Linked DNA regions of Rattus norvegicus: region 2 is linked to region 1. A link is a contact called in public Hi-C data. All regions are on one chromosome and are shown on one strand. Each heading gives the region's core, a stretch centred on a gene start, on an enhancer-like site or on the middle of the called end of the contact. The rest is flanking DNA. Distances are from core to core; before and after follow the strand shown. Region 1 overlaps LOC120100839 (a long non-coding RNA gene). Region 2 holds the start of Shox2 (SHOX homeobox 2).

Region 1 (4,355 bases), core at 1,085-3,584:
TTTGAATCTGAGACACAGACAGAAGAGAGGCTGAAGTGTAGAAGATGACACAGCTTCCACCTGCCTTTTAGTGCACTCACCCTTAGAAGCTACCCAACATGCTGAGAGTGCAGGGAGATTAAGTAAATGGTCCACCCCGAATCCCAGACAAGGCTTCACTGGTTCTCAGCACTGATTGAGGGACATCTGAGTACGTAGCCTCCAGTTGACCTCTTCTCGGCTGTTGGATCGCTGCATCATGGATCCAGAAAGGCAAGTATAGTCTCAGGACCCTTTCTGCATTTCCAGTTCATGGAATCTGTGATATAATATTGGCCATTGTTAAAAATGTTTCATTGTGCAGCCATAGATAAGTAGAAAAGAAGTTTGTTGTGTTATAAAATATCCTATCATAACATAACATAGCAAAACATAACCTGACAACAGCTAACATTTACTAGGTCTTGCAACAGGTAAATAATTTATAGAACTCTTTCAGCTAACCCTCACAATGACCCCAGGTAGATACTGTTTAATACGATTTCACAGAATGAACTGAAGCATGAGGATGTAGGTACAGCTTCACAAAGCACAAATATTCTACCTTTTTCATAATTAGTACCAAATAACATACATGTATGGATTTCCCACGATGAAATCCATACTTTGTGTGCTCATACAAAAAAAGGAATTTAGGAAAATAGGGAAAAGACAGAGAAAATTGGAGTATCGTGGCTTTTATCTATGTACCAATGAAAGAGGAACAGTTGATATACAGTTGCTTGTTAGTCTTTGACAATGGCTTCACTGACCAGCAAGATCTGAGGGTTGAGATGTGAGATGGTACACAGTAATAGTGCCTGGGAGGAGAACATGCCTCTGGGGACCATCCTGAGCTACTGGCAAAGGACCAAAGGAGAGCAAGTGTGTCTCAGTGGGTTCTGATGTCCACAGGAAACATAAGAGGTCTCCAGATAATCACCATATAAGCACTACACATTTGGTATTTCGAAGTAGTAGAGGAAAAATAGGAACTTCTTTTGTTTTTTATTTTGAAAGAATTGAGTGTGATGGTTTGTATAGGCTTAGCCCAGGGAGTGATACTCTTAGGAGATGTGGCCTCGGAGTAGGTGTGTCACTGTAGGCATGAGCCTAAGACCCTCACCCTAGCTGCCTAGAAGTTAGTTTTCCACTAACAGCCTTCGAATGAAGATGTAGAATTCTGAGCTCCTCCTGCACCATGCCTGCCTGGATGCTACCATGCTTCTGCCTTGAGGATGATAGACCTCTGAACCCCTAAGCCAATCCAATTAAATGATGTCCTTATAAAAGTTGCCTTGGTCATGTCATGGTGTCTGTACACAGCAGTAAAACTCTAGCTAAGACATTGAGAGTTGTAGACAAGTTCTATTATTCAAGTAGTCATGCTTTTTGTATACCTGCTATGCATAGTGAGTTTTACTGAGCTAGGTTTGAGGGTTGCATTGTTGAAGAGAAAGAAAATAAATAGAAAATAAGTTAATAAATAATAGGCTGAGAAGATGTCAGGAAGGGGTAAGTGGGGAATTAGGATGTAAGCACTGAGCCTCTAGATAGGGGATCAGAGATGTCTTGGAGAAACATCACAAGTCATGCTAGGTAAGAATTTTGCAACTCGGGTGGGGGGGAAGGCGGTAATGGGGGGAGGATGGGGAGGGGAACACCCATATAGAAGAGGATGGGGAGGGGTTAGGCGGATGTTGGCCCGGAAACTGGGAAGGGGAATAACAGTCGAAATGTAAATAAGAAATATTCAAGTTAATAAAGATTAAAAAAAAATTTTGCAACTCACTAATCTAGTAGTGTGGTAACACGTAAGGTCATACCAGCCAAAAGACAAGACAGAATTTATAGGCCTCTGTGGACCATGATCATGGGTTCAGATTTGGATTTTAGGCTGTGTACAGTGAGCTATGAAAGGGTTTTAAACAGAAGGCTCTACAATCAAATCTATATTTTGATAGTAACTGTTTCTGTATAGAGCTGCATTGTTAGGGAAGGAAACAGGACTCAATTACAGGCTGCTACAGGAGTCAGGCCAGAGGCAGAGACCTGCAAATAAATTGAAACATGAGACGGAAGAAAATAAAAAAAGATGTGCTTTTAGATATGGAGTCAGGGGGACCAATGCATTCAAGCTTTGGAAGAGCCGGTGTTGGGTGCTGAGATGACTCTGAGGTCCCTGGTCCTAGTGATTGAGTACATATCAGGACCACTCCTGATTCAGGCAAACAGTGAGCCTGGAGGATGGGCTTTCTCAGAGCTGCGGTGAGCCTCAGTTTGTTCCACTGTGGACTTACTTGCTTTGGTATGGCTGAGTCACCTCCTCCATGGGATTTTCAAGGAGGAATTTAGATGAGTCAGAGGCCATGTGTCAGAGGAGAGGTCCGAGAAGATGTAATCATGAGAGTCTTCACTAGAGATGGCCTTCAAAGTCACCTGTGTCTCTAGACATACCAAGTCACTTTAAATGAGAGCAATTGAATTAGGTTTTTATCAAAATAACTTCAATATTTTTTTAATTTAACTTCCAGCTAGATTTCTGGTTTGTTTACACAGAGCCCTTTTCTGGCAGGAATACATAGCTCTCTGCTGCACAGAGGTTGACCAGCAAGATGAGCCTCCTCAGACCTGACTGAGCCTTTTTGCCACCGGCCTCCATCCCATGCAGGATGAAGGTTCTCTTTAAATTTTCAAGTAAGGGGATCTTCCTGAGTCCTGATCAATTCTCATATACTAAATCACTCTGCTGTGAAATCCCAAGAGCTTTAGTAGATTTCTTGGGTGTATTTCCAAATGTTAATCAAAAATCTTTCTGGATTTTTTCATCGGCAGTACAGAGGTAGACTAGGACACACTAATCCCATCTTCAGAAGTCTAACCAGTAGGAAGACAAGATAGACTGAGCTGTAAATTTACCTTCATGTTTGTTGTTTCCTTCCATTTATTCCCATAGAAAGCCAAGCACAGTCACTCGTGACCCTCAGAGGTGACTACCTCTTGAAGGCTCACGTGTGAGCGTCTGCTGCACAAAAAGATCACTGTGGTGGGCGCCTCTACCTTCCACACAAGCGTTGGTGAGAAGTGTCAAGATGGACTTAAGCTCCGGCACAAAGATTTACTTTCAAATGCCAGCCATTTTCCCAGCCTCCGTGAATAATCCAGACTTGGTGTTTGGGGCCTTTAGACACAGTAATAATGCAAACGGAATCAAAATCATCATTCATATTATTAACAAGCGTTTTTCAGTAATGTTTTGAGTAAGTGCCTAATAAAGTTTAAGAAATAAAGATACTCATGTTATTAAAGAGGAATTACTAGGTTTCCATTCATAAGCTTCAATATCCTGCTTAATGGATTCCATACAGCCTAACAGAAACCTCGTGAATGAATTATGGTAAAGCAGTTCACAAACATTATATGGTTTCCTTTTTTTTTTTTTTTACTTTTGTTTCCTCTCCGTGAAATAACAATGAGGCACGTAGCTTGAATAAGGTCATTTCTTATAACAGAATGAAAACATTAGGGGGACTCTGGTTGTATTTTAGCCTACAGGCAAAAACACCACAGCTTTATGGTCAGACAGTGCCCCCTTGTGGAACATGTAAGGTTGGTAGAACTGCGTTGTGATCGGGATCCCTGAAATTGAAGGTGGGCAAGGCTGAAAGAAGCCAATAATCAAATCCTGTGCCTCATTGTAAAGAGCCTCTTGGCTGAAGGAGGCACTTTACGGAAAAAAGGATGGGAACATAGGCAGATGGGAAGCGGAACTTGGACCAGTCAAGCTGATGGTCTCGGGTCTGGAAAACTTGACCCACTGAATGACTTTTAAGAGGCACAGCAGAGCGGAGAAGGAAGACGTTTGAGCTCAGCCTGTCTGGGTACAAAACTCGACTCTGACAGTAACTCTGTGAATAGAAGGTGCTCCGTTGTTGCTCTAAGCTTTGGTGATCCTGCCTGCAAAATAATAATGGTGTCTTATCAGATGTCCGTTGGTATAGATCAGAAGTACTATGAGGGGCAAACGAAAATGGTGTGAGGAAAGTGTTTTTAGAGCAGTGTTTACTAAAATGCCTATTATCTTACCAGAGTGTGCACTTCAAATCAATGAAGGACATTCGGCTTTCTGTTTAAAAAAAAAAATAAAGTCTTTTATATACATGCATTTACCAGCCACACAAGAAAACCCATGAAAGTTGTGGGACTGGGAAACTGTGGCTAAGCCTTTGTGTAGGTTCCAGAGACGGAAACCAGGAAACAAAAGCACGCATGTGTCTGGAGAGTATATAGATGCTGAGGGAGAAGGCTGGTTTGTGGGTCAACGCACTTGTGGTAGG
Region 2 (4,355 bases), core at 1,242-3,741, 660 kb before region 1:
CCCTTATCAGGCTTTTAGCAGGGGTTATTTGGGAGGTGTTTATGATTATGTTTTTCATTATTCAGATTGAAAGCCACTGGAACACCATATCAACTTAGGATCCTATTACTAAATAGTCTTTTAAAAACACTTTCACAAAAGAGTAAAATTTCGTGATTATTCTCCCAGAATTACAGTGTTACAGATAGCAGACAATGTGACACTGTTCCCAAAATCATAGAAATTAGAAAGTGTTAAGTTTCTGAGTCCTGTGAAATAACGAAAGCAAGAGTTCCTGTACTTGGACAATACCTAAATGCCGTTGAGTGCCATCTCTGTTAATCGTGTAAAGGTACGCTTTTGTCCTAAAAGCAGGGGGGAAAATGTTTTCAGAAGGGAAGATAACAGCCAAGAAAAAGTAAAGCAACATTTTTAATAAGCTTTATTTTCATGTCCTTTAAATGTGCAACACAATCTGAGGAGTATTTGGTATTACATGAAGTTAGAGAAGGTCTTAAATTACACTTAGTCGAGAAACCATTATGTGCCACAATTTTGTGCTCTCTTAACCAATGTTCCAGGTTGTTTTGATAGAACTTCTGGAATTATTTGCTAAGTGTGCTTTGTTTTTCTAATCAATAAGTAGACGATATACATATTAATGGTCTGTAACTGCTTTCATTTTTACTGAGTACTGGATCCAAAAGAATGAAAACATTACCTTTTAACATCAAACAGAACTCATTAATATTCAGTATACTGAAAATGTCCCTCAAACTCGCACTTCAAGAGGGATATTTATTTATGTATTCAAGTAAATGTAACGTTTCATATGTAAACATTCTTTTGTGCGCATAAACAAGGATTTGCATAGCTACAAATCTCACAGCAAGCCCTGGCTTGGAGGAGACAAACATGTCCCCCACCCCATAGAACAAACAGGTTTTATAAAATAAGTCAAAAATACAATTTTTAAGTTATAAATCAGAGAGAAAGAGAGTTGTTTCCCCCTCCGAAGAGCGAGTCGTTTTTTTTTTTTTCACAGTCCACGGTAAACAAAAATTAGGCGAGCGACAACCAACGTCGGTAATTTTTTTCGCAGAACTCAAAAAGTGATCATCTTTTGTTTTTCAGAATTGGAAAAGCGAACTAGAATGCTCCCCAGGATGCTAAATAATTGAGGACAGGGTGAAGGGAGTTGTTGGGAAAGAGGGAAAGAATCCTTAGACCTTACAGAGAAAAACCGAAATGGAGCTGCGCCGGACCGGCTGTAAGAAAACACCTTAAGACTGAATCTGGCAGGGGACAGCTGCTCAGGAAACAAGTTAAATCGACCAACCCCTTCTAGCGGGATGTGTCTTTATGGGAGTCAGCTTTGACTCCTAGGAGTGAGTAGTAGGGTGAATTACAGGGACTAGCACTCGGTGAGGCTGGCTGCGCGTCGGAAAGATCCTAAAAGGAGGTGAAGCGGTCCGAGGAGCTGCAGAGAAGCCCCACTCGCAGCAGGCTGTGCAGCTGCAGCGGCCTGGAGCAGGAAGGGGTGCAGGAACGGAATACTGGAGTGGTTACGAGGCCTATTAACCGTAGAAAGCCCGATGCTGAGCCAGAGGCCCGGGGTCATCAATGTAGGGTCGAGCAGTTAGGGTGCTCACCCAGAGCGAGGCTGTAGGGTCGGGTACTCTCTGAGGATACCCACTGACTCTGATTGCAATGCACTTGTCAGTTTCCTCTTGGCCCCGCCTCCGAGAAGTCTATCCAGCTCCCCAGTGTTTTACTAAGTCGTGACACCAACGCAAAATCCACGCTTAATTAAATTAATTAGGGATTCTTGTCAATCCTGGATTAATGGCCAAGAGCACCGGCGGCCGAGGCTATCAGAAAACCCGACCGCTGAGGACCTGCCTCCTCTCCCCGCCCCCTCTGGTCCCCTGCTTGCCCTCCCTCTCCTGCCGGGTGGACTCCAGCCTGGATCCTCCATCCTCAATATTCACATTCATATTCATATTCATTCTCTTCTCTTCTCCTCTTCTCTTCTCTTCTCTTCTCTCTCTCTCTCTCTCTCTCTCTCTCTCTCTCTCTCTCTCTCCTCTCTCTCTCTCTCTCACTCCCTCTCCTCCCCACCCCAGGTAGTGGCGCTCCTGCTACCCGTGAAGGGGTTCACTAGGAGTTGCGAGGGGAGGTAATTTACTCAGAACAAGAGGCCCGCCTTTAGGAAGTATAAATAGTGAGACTTCAAGAGCTGCGTCGCTATCAGATCTGAACTCTCCGCAGGAAGAATTGTCAAAGATCTTAACATTGAACACGCGCACTCCGGCAGGGAAGCATCAGTTCTCATTTCCCTCTGGCGGCCCCCGCCCCTTCCCTCCTCCCCCCCTCTCCCCCTTTACCCCCTCCCCCTCCTCCTCCTCCTCCTCCTCCTCCTCCTCCTCCTCCTCCTCCTCCTCCTCCTCCTCCACCTCTTACTTCTTTTTCTCCTTCTACTTCTCCTCTTCTTTCTTCTCCTCTTTTTCTTCTTCCTCCTCCTCCCTCTCCTCCCCCATCCCCCTGCCCCATTGATGTGTTATTATTGGGGGGGCTGGAGCAGTAAAAAAAGAAGGAGGAAAAAAAGAGCGGGGCTCGGCAGGGAGAGCTTGAGCGCGAGGCTGACCGGCAGCGGCAGCGGCCGCGATGGAAGAACTTACGGCGTTCGTCTCCAAGTCTTTTGACCAGAAAGTGAAGGAGAAGAAGGAGGCCATCACGTACCGGGAGGTGCTGGAGAGCGGGCCGCTGCGCGGGGCCAAAGAGCCCGGCTGCGTCGAGCCGGGCCGCGACGACCGCAGCAGCCCGGCAGTCCGGGCGGCCGGCGGAGGCGGCGGCGCGGGAGGAGGCGGAGGCGGAGGCGGAGGAGGCGGAGGAGGTGCTGGAGGAGGAGGAGCAGGCGGAGGAGCTGGAGGAGGGCGCTCTCCCGTCCGGGAGCTGGACATGGGAGCCGCGGAGCGGAGCAGGGAGCCCGGCAGCCCGCGGCTGACGGAGGGTAACGGCCTGCCCCCGGCCGCGGTTCCCCTTCCCGCCTTCCCCTGTCCTCGGGGCGGGAGAGGACCCGGGACCCGAGCGGGAGGAGGGCGGCATCGCAGAGGGCCCTGGACCCCAGCTTTGGGAGATACAGGGCTAGTAGAGGGGTAGGAGGCCGGACTGTACGGCCGTGGGTGGGGTCCTCGCGTGGGGGAGGGCGTGGGGTTGCGCGCACCCTTCTCTGCCGCTCCGGTTGCACCGAAATGCTTTTTTCGCGAGCGGGAGGATGGGGCCGCTCTGCGGGACGACGAAGTTTGTGTGGCCCGCTGCGAGAAGGGGTGCGGCAGGGGCTCAGTAGGAGGCCGGTTGTAAGGAGCCTGTAGCCCTGAGTTTGCCAGAACCCCTTTGCTAGGCCTAAAGGAGAGAAGGGGAAAGGAGGGGGGAGAAAGAGAAGAGCCACACTATGTTGCCCCTTCTTTAGAGCTGCCTTCAAAACCACTGTAACTCTGCAAAGCCCCTAAATCTCCGGATCTTGGGGACCAAACTTCACATTCTTATTGAACAGTTAAGGTGGAAGCCAGCCAAAGGTCCAGGCCAAGGTGATTCCCTCTCCGTGGAGACATTGAGGAGTGTACGGTGGGGGTGGGGGGTCGACGACGATGACGCTATATACACAATTTCTTTACTGTCTAGAATCGTGCAGTACTTTATAAGAGAGAGAGAGAGAGAGAGAGAGAGAGAGAGAGAGAGAGAGAGAGAGAGAGAGAGAGAGAGAGAGTTGGCGAGGTTGTCTTTGGAGCCAGCAGTGTTAGAAAATGGCTTTATCTAACCGGTGAAGCGTCCATCAACTCAAAGTTAAAAATTAATTTGGCACTCAGGACTGCAGTAACTGGTGTGCTGCCATATTTTTCCAATTAAGAAAATATGTGGCATGCGTAGAATCACAAATTTAAGCAAGCAATTAACTTGTTTATAACACGGTCTGTTCCTGTTTAGGCCATTAAGTGGAAAGTTGGGGGCGAAAGAGACATTATATTAAGTCTATTAATCAACTTGAAATTTGGACTTGTTTCCCTTTGAAGCCCCTAAACTTTGAGGGGAATCTACTCTGTGGGTGACAACAGACAAAGCCGTTTCACCGTCCCATCTGAAGAATATGTGTTCGTGTTTAAATTTTTACTACGACGTTAGCGAGAAGGTTTTCCTATTAAATTGACCCCTAATGTTTGCTGTGGCCTTATTTACTTCCTTCCTGGAAGTCCACAAAATGAACTCCGAGACACAGAAATGTAGGCAACAAATAAGGTTACTGTATAGAAGGCCAAGCTGAGGCGAGATGTGGCGGTTCGCCTTCACCCAGATCAGGGGCCGAGTCCCCCTTCATT

Evidence for each region. A called contact is a pair of places that touch in the nucleus more often than the background predicts.
Region 2: a Hi-C map of the A7r5 cell line shows a contact between it and region 1, with 6 times the contacts expected there. The contact joins the promoter of Shox2 here to the enhancer-like site in region 1. A contact is called at or near these places in 3 of 12 Hi-C or Micro-C datasets (the A7r5 cell line, the Rat2 cell line and psoas muscle).

The regions. Positions count from the first base shown.
Region 1 is chr2:152,879,855-152,884,209 of GRCr8, reverse strand. It overlaps LOC120100839 (a long non-coding RNA gene), which reads right to left. Exons shown (of 3, transcript XR_005500998.2): 2 at 81-298. Among named protein-coding and RNA genes, the nearest start is that of Veph1, 35 kb to the right of the region's middle. Within about 2 kb of position 2,334, at least 6 of the 93 cell types and tissues checked have an H3K27ac peak or open chromatin away from gene starts, as enhancers often do.
Region 2 is chr2:153,535,297-153,539,651 of GRCr8, reverse strand. It overlaps Shox2 (SHOX homeobox 2), which reads left to right and starts at 2,491. Exons shown (of 5, transcript NM_013028.2): 1 at 2,491-2,992. The coding sequence starts at 2,647. It overlaps Rsrc1 (arginine and serine rich coiled-coil 1), which reads right to left and starts at 2,813. Exons shown (of 10, transcript NM_001014172.2): 1 at 2,661-2,813.